Regions from separate parts of the Sus scrofa genome. Here region 1 is linked to region 2. A link is a contact called in public HiChIP or PLAC-seq data. All regions are on one chromosome and are shown on one strand. Each heading gives the region's core, a stretch centred on a gene start, on an enhancer-like site or on the middle of the called end of the contact. The rest is flanking DNA. Distances are from core to core; before and after follow the strand shown.

Region 1 (5,268 bases), core at 1,730-4,229, 84 kb after region 2:
ACTCTTCCCTCTTCCATTAGGGAACCTGCCTTCTCCAGCTGGGAAACCCATACAAGTAATTACCCCTTGATAAACATCTCTCTTAATAATATGGACAGTTTTCTTATTGTCATTGAAAGAAACAGAAAATACAGAAAAAATGAAATCACCAACTACCTCACACCACTCACAGCTACCACACTGCTAACATCTGAGAGCATTTAGTCCCACCCTTCCAGATGTTTTCTCCCCACATGCATCTAAGTTCTCCACTCTCCCCAAACAGGGATCCCATGGTATTTTGGAAGAACTTCTCCTGTCCTTAAAATGCCTGTAAATAAGGAGCTCAGAAGATGGCCACACAGCATTCTATCAGGTAAGCACTTATTTAATGAATCCTCTCTCGCCAGTTCTTTGAGCTCTTTTTTTCTGCATCGGTTCCCCTGCTCCTCCCACCATGTACCTTTAGCAGAAGGAAGGTGCAGGCCTTAGCAAGCTGTAGGAGCTGTTGTACCTGAAGCTGATTTGGAGTGCAGAGCACACGGAGGGAGCAGCCACTTCCTGCCCAGGGCCCTGTTCTGCTTGCACTCGAGATACCAACAATATGTGTCACCCTGATTTTTAAAAAGCACACTAAAATACTCAAGAAGGCCTTACTTTCTGGGCTGAGGCAGAGGTGTCATCACGGGGGGGGGGGGAATTCCAGGCTTCAGTTTTATTTTTATTTATTTACTTATTTTTGGCTTTTTAAGGTCACACCCGAGGCATATGGAAGTTCCCAGGCTAGGGGTCAAATCAGAGCTACAGCTGCCAGTCTACACCACAGCCACAGCAACACAGGATCCGAGTGGCATCTGCGACCTACACAACTCACGGCAACGCCAGATCCTTAAGCCACTGATCGAGGCCAGGGATCGAACCCACAACCTCATGGTTCTTACTCGGATTTGTTTCCACTGCACCACAACGGGAACTCCCAGGCTTCAGTTTTCAAGCGAGCAAGCAATATGGGGAAAAGGGGGCAGCACTCCAGGCTTGAGGCCAGCAGGGCACAGAGGGCTGGGGAGTGGGGCAGGAAGGAGCTGCAGCCCCCCTCCAAGCCCGACCCCTAAGTCCATCCATCCCAGGGTCCAGAGGAACTGCAGTTCACACACACTCTTACTCCCCCAAATCAACAGCCCTGATTGCTCAAGGACAGGGCCAGGTGACCCAACATCCCGCCAGGGTCTGAGCTGGGTTTTCCCGCTGCTGCCACCATGGGGCTGGGCTCTGCCTACAAGCTGGTGTCTGTAGGGGGACACAGGGTTTAGAGACAGACCTGGGCTCTAGTACCACCTCTGCCACTTATTCCTGTGGTCTCAGATCCCCCACCCTTTGTAAAGTCCAGGTTCACAATAACCACCCTGGTAGGTCACTGTGAGGATTAGCTGGAATAACAGGAGAAGGACGAGGCAGTACAAGGACCCTAGGTGGGAGTAAACAAGGGATTATCCAGGGCAGAGGACCCAACAGTTCCATAAGCCTGACACTTCTTTGATATTTTTAGTTTTGCCTTTAAAATCCATGTTAGCGGCAGATCCTCAAAAAGTTAAACACAGAATTCCCTTCAACCCAGCAATCCCACTTCTAGGGACAGACCCACAAGAATGAAAAACAGGTCCCCCAGCTGATACTTGAACACAAATGTCCCCAGCAGCACTGCTCACAATGGCTGAAAGATGCCACAGCCCAGATGTCAAATAACAGACGGATGGCTACACAAAACGTGGTCCCTCCACACATGGAATATGACTCAACCGTAACAAGGAAAGAGGCACTATTACAGGCTACAGTGCGGGTGAACCTTGAACACAGGATGTTGAGTGAGAGAAGCCAGACAAAAAAGGCTACAGTGCGGGTGAACCTTGAACACAGGATGTTGAGTGAGAGAAGCCAGACAAAAAAGGCCAACTAGTGCATGACTCCAGCTATGTGAAATGTGCAAAAAGACAAAGCCATAGAGACAGAAGCACAGATTAGTGGTCCAGGGGCTGGAGGAATGGGGAGTGACAGCTAAAGGGTGTGGGGTTTCTTTTTAGGGTGATGAGAATGTTTGGGAACTAGACAGAGGTGATGGCTGTGCAACATTATGAATGTGCTAAATGCCACTGGGTTGTTCATTTTAAAATGGTTACTTTTGAGGAGTTCCCATCGTGGCGCAGCGGAAACGAATCCAACTAGGAACCATGAGGTTGCAGGTTCGATCCCTGGCCTTGCTCAGTGGGTTATAGATCTGGCATTGCCGTGAGCCGTGGTATTTCCATGAGCTGTGTTGTACGATCGCAGACACAGCCCAGATCTGGTGTTGCTGTGGCTCTGGCGTAGGCTGGCAGCTATAGCTTCAATTAGATCCCTAGCCTGGGAACCTCCATATGTCACGGATGCAGCCCCAAAAAGACGAAAAAAGAAAAAAAAAAAGTCTCCATTTCAGGAGTTCCCATCGTGGCTCAGTGGTTAACGAATCCGACTAAGAACCCTGAGGTTGCAGGTTTGATCCCTGACCTTGCTCAGTGGGCTAAGGATGTGGCATTGCCACAAACTGTGGCGTAGGTCCCAGATGCAGCTCAGATCTGACACTGCCAAGGCTGTGGTGTAGGCCAGTGGCTGCAGCTCCCATTCAAACTCTAGCCTGGGAACTTCCATATGCTGCAGTTTCAGGCCCTTTTTAAAAAAAAAGGAAAGGAAAAAAAGACTCTTAGGCTAATGTCAGACCTTTATGAGCTAAAAACTAACTAACTAAATAAATAAAATGGTTATTTCTGGTGGAATGTTCAAGGCCTCGGCATGGCAGCCTGATTCTCTTAGCGCAACAGCACTGGAACTCACCCAGGGGAAATTATTTTCCTAGGGCCTAAATTTAGTCCAGGGAGTTTGGACATTATGTCATTCCCTGAACTCACTCAGCAGTAAACAAGTTCAGAGCAAGGTCACCAGCTGGTGACGAACCTGCCCTGTGCTGCATGTAGGCCAGGTGCCCACCTGGAAGGTGGGGGGTCTGCCTCTGCCCTTCCCGTGGGACGCTCCTGCCTGGGCAAGGCTGGGCAACTGTGCCAGCCCGGAGGCCTGGGGTAGCTGGAAGGGGACCGTGATGAGGGGCCCACCTTGGCCTGGGGTGGGTGGGGGGTTAGGTATCAAATGTGGCGGATGAGGAAGCACTGACCCAAGGCGTCATTCCTGCAGCCCAGCTGAACTAACTGGCCTTTCAGAGAGAAGGAGCCTCAGACCTGGAACATGGGAGAAACGAGGCCGTGGCCAGAAACAAGGAGGCCAGGTAGAAGCCAGGACGTGGCCCTCACCTGGCCCCACATGGCCCTGCCCTTGACTCCCAGCCACCCCCCATGGAAGGGTGGAGAAGGTGCCCCTCCCCCACCAGCCCTGCCAGTACCCCGCCCTTTCCTGCCCTGTCCTCTCCTGCAGTGTGACCTGACAACTTCTGTCTCATTTTATGAATGAAGAGGAAATAGGAAGGCGCTCAGGAGGTGACACTGCCGGACTGAGGCCATACAGCAGGCAAGGGTCAGCCCGGACGTGACCAGCTCATCCTGTGTCCCAGCCAGGTCCCAGCCCCCAGCTCCACTGCTTCCACCCACAGAGCCACCTTACCAGGCTGGTCAGGGTTCTCGATGGGGAGAGGGGTGTGACTTTGTCCCATGCTCTCCCAGGGGACATTTGGCCCCATCTGGAAACATTTCTTTTTTTAGAGTCTCAGGTGTGGCATATGGAGGTTCCCAGGCTAGGGCCACAGTCACAGCAGAGCCAGATCCCAGCAGCGTCTTAGACCTACACCACAGTTCCGGCCACAAGGCCCTGCTCTGGGGGAGGACCCTGCAGGGCCTACAGCCACTCCAGACCCGCAGGCCCTGTCTCCGCAGCCCGCTTCCAGGGCCGTGTCCTGCAGACCCACTCTCGCCAGAGCAAAGAGACACGTGTGTGGGACATCCTGTGGCACCATTTGTGTAGGAAAAAGAGCAACCTGAATGACCGCCAACATGGGGACTATTTCAATAAACCAGGGCACATTCATGTCACTGAATGATAAGCTGGTAAAGAAAATGAGACAGACCTGTATGTCCTAACATGGAACTATCTCCATGGTGACTGTTAAGTGAAACTGTTCTCAAAAGGGAGGTTATCATCTCATATAGATGCTTCTAGATACATCTGGAAGGCCACAAAACAGACTTCACAGTGGTCCTCCTCCGGGGGGGTGGGGGGAAAACGACGCTGGAGAGCTGGGGGTGGGGCGCTTCAGTCCATACCCTAATTCATGATTGTTCCCCACCCAGAGGTCCTCCTGGCACCTAGGGTACCTTCCCCTGCACATTCCCAGGCACTGTCCTGTGGTCCCTTCTGCCTGGGTTGCTTGGTCCCCTCCTACCTCTGCTCATCCTTTAGGCCCAAGTCAGATAGCACCTCCTCCAGGGAGTCTTCCAGGCTCCCTTCCCTTACTGCATCTGACCATGAACTCAAAAGTCCCCTTAGATGCCAGGCAACGCCAGGCAAATGAGTCAAGTGGGCTGTTTAATTCAGACACAAATAACATTTGTAAAGAAAATCTAAAGCAATCTTTCACCTCTTCCTCAAAGAAATGGGCATTCCCCCAGCCCTCTCAGCCTTTTACTTTTCCCCTTAGTACAGAAAAAGGTTCAAGAAACATATTAACTTTCCTTTTGAATTTATAGTAAGAAAAACAAGAGTGATCATGGGGTAATACACGGCAAGTGCCTCTGGCCTCAGCGTCAGGGAGACAAGAGGGAGTGGTAGGGGGTGTGCTAACTGGTGAACCCAGGCCCTCTTGACCCTCCCTGGAGGGGTAGCCCTGTGTCTGCGCTAGCTGGTTGCTGCTCAGTGGAAATGCAGGTCCAGTATTGCCAGATCTTCCCATTTCTCAAGAGAAGCTAGAAATTGATCCTTTTTTTTTTTTTTAAGTGAAATTGCTCAATTTTTAAATTCTGGCATCAAGTTCCAATTAAAAATGAAAACACCACGGGGATCTGTGGTCACACCCGCACACCACATGCTAGATCTAGTCTGGCTGCGGCCTATCTGTAGACTCTAACTCTCAGCTTCAGTGCTTGTCCTGCCTGTGAGTTCTTAAGGGTCAGGACAGGACTCAGCTGTGACGGGGGCCTGGGACTGGCACGGAGCCCTGCGTGGGGCTGATACAGGTAACGTGGTGTGGAAGGGAGTGGAACGGGATGTGAACGGACTCTGCAACATGGGACGGCCTTCCTCCCCAAGAGATGCATG
Region 2 (5,015 bases), core at 1,386-3,885:
GGAGAGGTCCTCATCCTTGTGCTGCTGGAGCTGTGGAGAAAAGGGGAGGGAGGGACAAGGTGGTCACTTGGGGGCCTGGGAGGGGACAAGGCCCTCAGCCTTGCCTCTCCAGAAGTGGGTGAGCTCCAGAAGCACCCGGGCCTGCCCTCTCTGGCAGGGGAGGTCGGTGGGAAGAGGGATCCTGCCCCTGCTATGCCCAGGCCAATGCTGGGCACAGAGGAGATTCCCAACCAGCATAGCTAGGATAAACAGCCCCGGCTCAGAGCTGGAGAAATGTCACACGCAAAGGTCACATGACCAAAGCAAAGGTCACATGACCAAAGCAGACCACCACTTGGGCTGGGCTAGAATGCTGCCCCCCATTCCGGGGGCATGGGGGGGTGGGTGGGCGGCAGCTCCAGCCACAGTCTCAGGGGCCAGTGTCCTGAACTTGAACTGGCTTCTTCCCTCCACTATGGGGCTTCCCGAACGTCTCTCAGGAGCCCAAGTTGGATACCCTTTTCTTGAAGTAGGTTCTCCACTTGTGATACTCTCGGATCACGATCTCAATGCGGCTCTTCCAGTACTTCCCCTCGGTGGTGATAGCCTGTGAGAGAGACACAGGGGGGAGTGAACAGGCAGGGGTTCACCAGCAGAGCCCCCTACAAACAAGCGCGTGCTTGGCTCTGGAAGGCCGGCCCAGGCAATCCAGTTCCCAGAGCCCCACTGTGGGCCTAAGGCCTCATTCAGAGTGCGGCCCATCTCTGCTATGCCCAGCTGGCCTCTGAGAGAATGTGGGCTTTCATTTCACGACCTACGAAAACCTAGGGGATTTGGGGACCCGGGGCCCAGGGGTGGGTCTGAAGCAGGGACAACAGAGTTCCTGGTGCCAGAGGAAATTACAGAGACCAGCCTGGCTCTCCAAGGCCCATGGCCTCTGCCATGTTTCCAAAGGGTGACAATGAATAGCTAGTCCCAGAACTTTCAGGTGGAAAGTGACCTCCAAGATCTAGCATAACCTTCCCATTATGCAGGACGGGGGCCCTGACCAGGATATCCTTGAAGATCCTCCAGGAGCCCACGTCACTTTCAGATTCCTTTTTTCTTTAATGGCTGGAGAATATTAACACAAGTCTCAGATATCCTATCATAATCCCATACAATTTCACCTAAAAATACTTCACTGTGTCTCACAGTGAATAATACACTGTTATTACCAGGCCTAAAAGAGTGTTATTCCTTAGTGCCATCCAGCACCAGATCACATTCCACGGCTCCAAACCACCGTGCAGTACGTTACTTTCCAAGTTTTCCCCCTTTCGTTGTAACCGTGAGACATGCTGGGACAAAACTAAAATGATGCAAAAGAGTGTAGTGTGAAAGAGTCTTCCGTCCTCCTCACTCTAATCCCACGAGTACAAGATTTCTGCACAGCCTTTGAGACACTTCCTATACATACGTGTAATCACACAGGCACACGCTTTAAAAAACTAACCTAAAGACACTAAAATACTGCTGTGCTACTTGCTTTTTTCCATTTACTATCTTTTCAACATCTTCCCCCCTCAGCATATGAAGATCTTGGGGCCCTTCTTTAATGGTTACAGAGCTCTGCTTCTAAGGAGTCATGATGTTAGAGGGAAGGAGAGGGTTGGTCCCCGGGTCTGAGAAGGGGGAGACTCTGGGGGGGGTGTCAGGGGCCACCTGCCTCCCCCGTATCACCGTCACTTCTCGGGGGTCACAACAGCTGCCAGCCTCCCTCTGCAGGACCCAGCCTCATCCCACCATGTGAGTCACCTCCTCTTGAGTGAGGGCGTGTCATGAGCCAAGTACCTCTGGCCGGCGGTGCTCATCCACTTCCACAGAGCCATCCAGCGGAGTGACAAAGTGACACACGGGATTCTTGCGCTTTTCCAAATCTGGAGGTGAGCAGTGAGACCTTGTCACTATGGCTGAGACCCCTACAAGAGCCTTGCCCCTTCTGTCCACACCTCACCCTCAGGGAGCCCCTTCCAAGGGTTTTTTCCTTCTCCTTCCCTCAGAAAATGAGATTTCAGGGAAGTAAAGGGGTCCAGGTCAGAGGAAAGGAATCTGTCAGTGATGTGTGGGCAAGAAATGGAGTCTGGCTGATCAAGAGGAGCACCAGCCTGAACCAAGGGGACCCTAAGCACGCTCACCTGCTGCAGAGGTCACCTGTCCCCCGGCACCCAAGCCAGCTGGACACAAAGCACGGCCTGGGCCTGCATCCTCTTAGATCGGCTGAAAAATAGGAACTGTTCCCTGACTCTCCAAAAGTCACCCACCCTGACGTCCCAGCAAAGGACAAACCCCACCCTCCTCTTCTGCCTTTAAAACATTGGCTTTTGTCACAGTGAGCATGTTAGGGTGAGAGCAACTGGCTAAAGCTTCTGCCTCCTGCAGACTATGGGCACCTTCATGACAGACGCCTGACTCTGCTGATGGTGGTTAAGTGTCCAGTTCACTGGGATTTGGCTTGGTTTTCCTATCCTGCAGACTGCCCGAGAAACTTCTGTCTGACACACAATGTTCCAAAAGCAGGCTCCGGGGCCCGGAAGTGCAGAGGCCTCTGGATGGCAGAACCTGGAGGGCCTCCTGCCCAGCCACATGGCACTTACACTGCATGTACCATGCCCGCCAGATGGCGTTGTTGAGCCGGATCTTGTCTCTCCACTGGAGCTTCAGGCCCTTGAAATTCTTCCACTTTGGAGACACCAACTTGCCACTGAAAGGTAAAAGGAAGAGGGGACACTTAGTGGTTTCTCTGAAAATGAAATGAAATAAAAAAGTACCACCCTATCATTCCAGGTCTCAAAATTGTGGATTAAACCATTGCAAGCCACAAGCTAGGCTTCAAAGAATATACAAGGTACTTTGGGATTTCTTCAAAGTGATATGGATGGGGGCCATGGTGTTGGGTATGGAGGGAGCAGGACTGGCCATAGGTTTGTAATTGCTGGAGAGGGTTCACTATCCTAGTCTGTCCACTTTTGAGTATGTTTAAAATTTTCCATAATTGTGGAGCTCTCGTCGTGGCACAGTGGAAAGGAATCTGACTAGGAACCGTGAGGTTGTGTGTTCAATCCCTGGCCCTGCTCAGTGGGTTAAGGATCTGGAGTTGCCATGAGCTGTGATGTAGGTCGCAGAGGAGGCTCGGATCCTGCCTTGCTCTGGCTGTGGTGTAGGCCGGCAGCAACCGTTCTGATTCAACCCCTAGCCTGGGAACCTCCATATGCCTCAGATGCGGCCCTAAAAAGACCAAAAAAAGAGCCCTTGCACACAAAGCTGAGAGCAGGCAAGGAATGCTCCCTGGTGGCACAGCCTTCTCAGTTTAGCTTTCCAAGGGCTGTGCCTGGAGCCTCCTTGAGCAGGTGGCCTAGGGCTTCTCTTTCTCAGATGGTTTGAGATGGGCAAGGCACTATTTCTGGCCCATACCAAAGGGGGTTCTGTGGGTTCTACATCACTTCAGGCCACAGCCCTGCCCCTTCTCCAAACCCATTCAGAAATTCCACGTGACAAGCAGTGGTATGCCAGCAGTCACAACAGCTAGTCTTCAAAGACAGCACCCAAACAACAAACACTCCCTCAACCTGAACACCTGGTTTATAAAGCAAAAAGCTCCTTGCTCTGCACCCCGCAAACCTCATGCCCATCCACCCTCTGTTCCCAAAACCCAACACCAGGCCAGGCTTTGGATTACAGGCCAGAGGGTTGTGAGCATCCCCCAAAGAAAATGTCACAGCAAATCTTCAGGGAATTTGAGGGACAGACAATAGCAGCCTCAGCTCACAGGGTCAGGGGCTCCTTAGTCACACACCTTCCTCCTCCCACTGCACTGCCACTAAAGGTACTTCTACACATCAGCTGTCATCCCAAGTTCAACAGCCAGCAGCCTGCTTTGGAACCTCTATAGCATAACCTCATACTAGCCATTAATTTCCACAGTCACTTAACTTCTCAGACACCCCAGTTTCCTGGGTAAAATCACAATAATACCACTGTCTCCAGAGTGTTTTAACAGGGATTAAATGTATAAACACACACACAGGATTAAATATACAGGATTAAACACGAAGGATTAAATTCACAAGGATCAAAAAAACACACGCGTGTACAGACATACATAGACATACAGACAACATACACATTCTTAGACACAATAGGACAGGTAAACCCTAAAGTAAAATATCAATGTGACATATTAATAACCGCCTCAATGATATGGATTTAAGTTATTATTGAAAGGCCCGGGTTTTTTTTGGGGGAGGGGCATACCCACATGCAGAAGATCCCACAGATGGAACCTGAGCCACAGGAGTGACAATGCCAAACCTTTAACTACTAGGCCACCAGGGAACTCCTAAAGGCCTGGTTTTTAACACCTCTTAACTTGAAAAGTCCTTTCTTTTTGTCTGCCAAACTCCTGGGGCTCTGCTTCCTCCATAGGAGGAAAAGGTGCACCTACATGCCTCTTGATACCAGCAAACAGAGACATGACCAAAGGCCAGCCCTGACTTCCATGCAGCTGCAGAGCCACTGGCTACTTTAGTGCCTTGAAGGCAGAGCCTGGGTCCACCTTTTTTTTTTTTTTTTTTTTGTCTTTTTAGGGCCACACCTGCTGCATATGTAAGTTCCCAGGCTAGGAATCAAACTGGAGCTACAGCTGCAGCCACTGAAATGCAGAATCCGAGTCACCTCTGTGACCTACACCACAACTCACAGCAACACCAGATCCTTCACCCACTGAGGCAGGCCAGGGATCAAACCCAAGTCCTCATGGATACTAGTCAGGTTCACTACTGCTAAACCATGACAGGAACTCCACCTACCCATTTAATAAGCTTTGAGCACCTATTGTGTGTCATGAACACACTAGGAGCGGAGGAGAGAGAGCACGAGGAGGTGGAGAGGTCCCAGCTCCCATGGAGTGTGTGAGTTGCTGAGGGGAAGTCCTGCCTATGAGCTGAGTGTCTCGAACAGGAGCCAAGGGCTATGGGAACAAAGCTGGACTAACTAAC

The links. HiChIP or PLAC-seq counts read pairs in DNA pulled down with a chosen protein or histone mark.
Region 1: a contact with region 2 is called in an H3K27ac HiChIP or PLAC-seq map of skeletal muscle. The contact joins two enhancer-like sites. A contact is called at or near these places in 1 of 5 promoter capture datasets (liver), 34 of 47 Hi-C or Micro-C datasets (adipose tissue, alveolar macrophages, blood and 16 more) and 2 of 2 datasets of contacts at active chromatin or transcription factors (alveolar macrophages and skeletal muscle).

What each region holds. Positions count from the first base shown.
Region 1 is chr14:30,672,427-30,677,694 of Sscrofa11.1, forward strand. All of the region lies in intron 4 of BCL7A (B-cell CLL/lymphoma 7 protein family member A), which reads right to left. Among named protein-coding and RNA genes, the nearest start is that of BCL7A, 24 kb to the right of the region's middle. Within about 2 kb of position 2,980, at least 26 of the 83 cell types and tissues checked have an H3K27ac peak or open chromatin away from gene starts, as enhancers often do. A contact at or near this core is called in adipose tissue, omental adipose tissue and skeletal muscle, where this site is marked.
Region 2 is chr14:30,589,111-30,594,125 of Sscrofa11.1, forward strand. It overlaps MLXIP (MLX-interacting protein), which reads right to left. Exons shown (of 17, transcript XM_021073760.1): 2 at 2,616-2,722; 3 at 1,813-1,898; 4 at 497-586; 5 at 1-30. Among named protein-coding and RNA genes, the nearest start is that of IL31, 38 kb to the left of the region's middle. Within about 2 kb of position 2,636, at least 7 of the 83 cell types and tissues checked have an H3K27ac peak or open chromatin away from gene starts, as enhancers often do. A contact at or near this core is called in adipose tissue, omental adipose tissue and skeletal muscle, where this site is marked.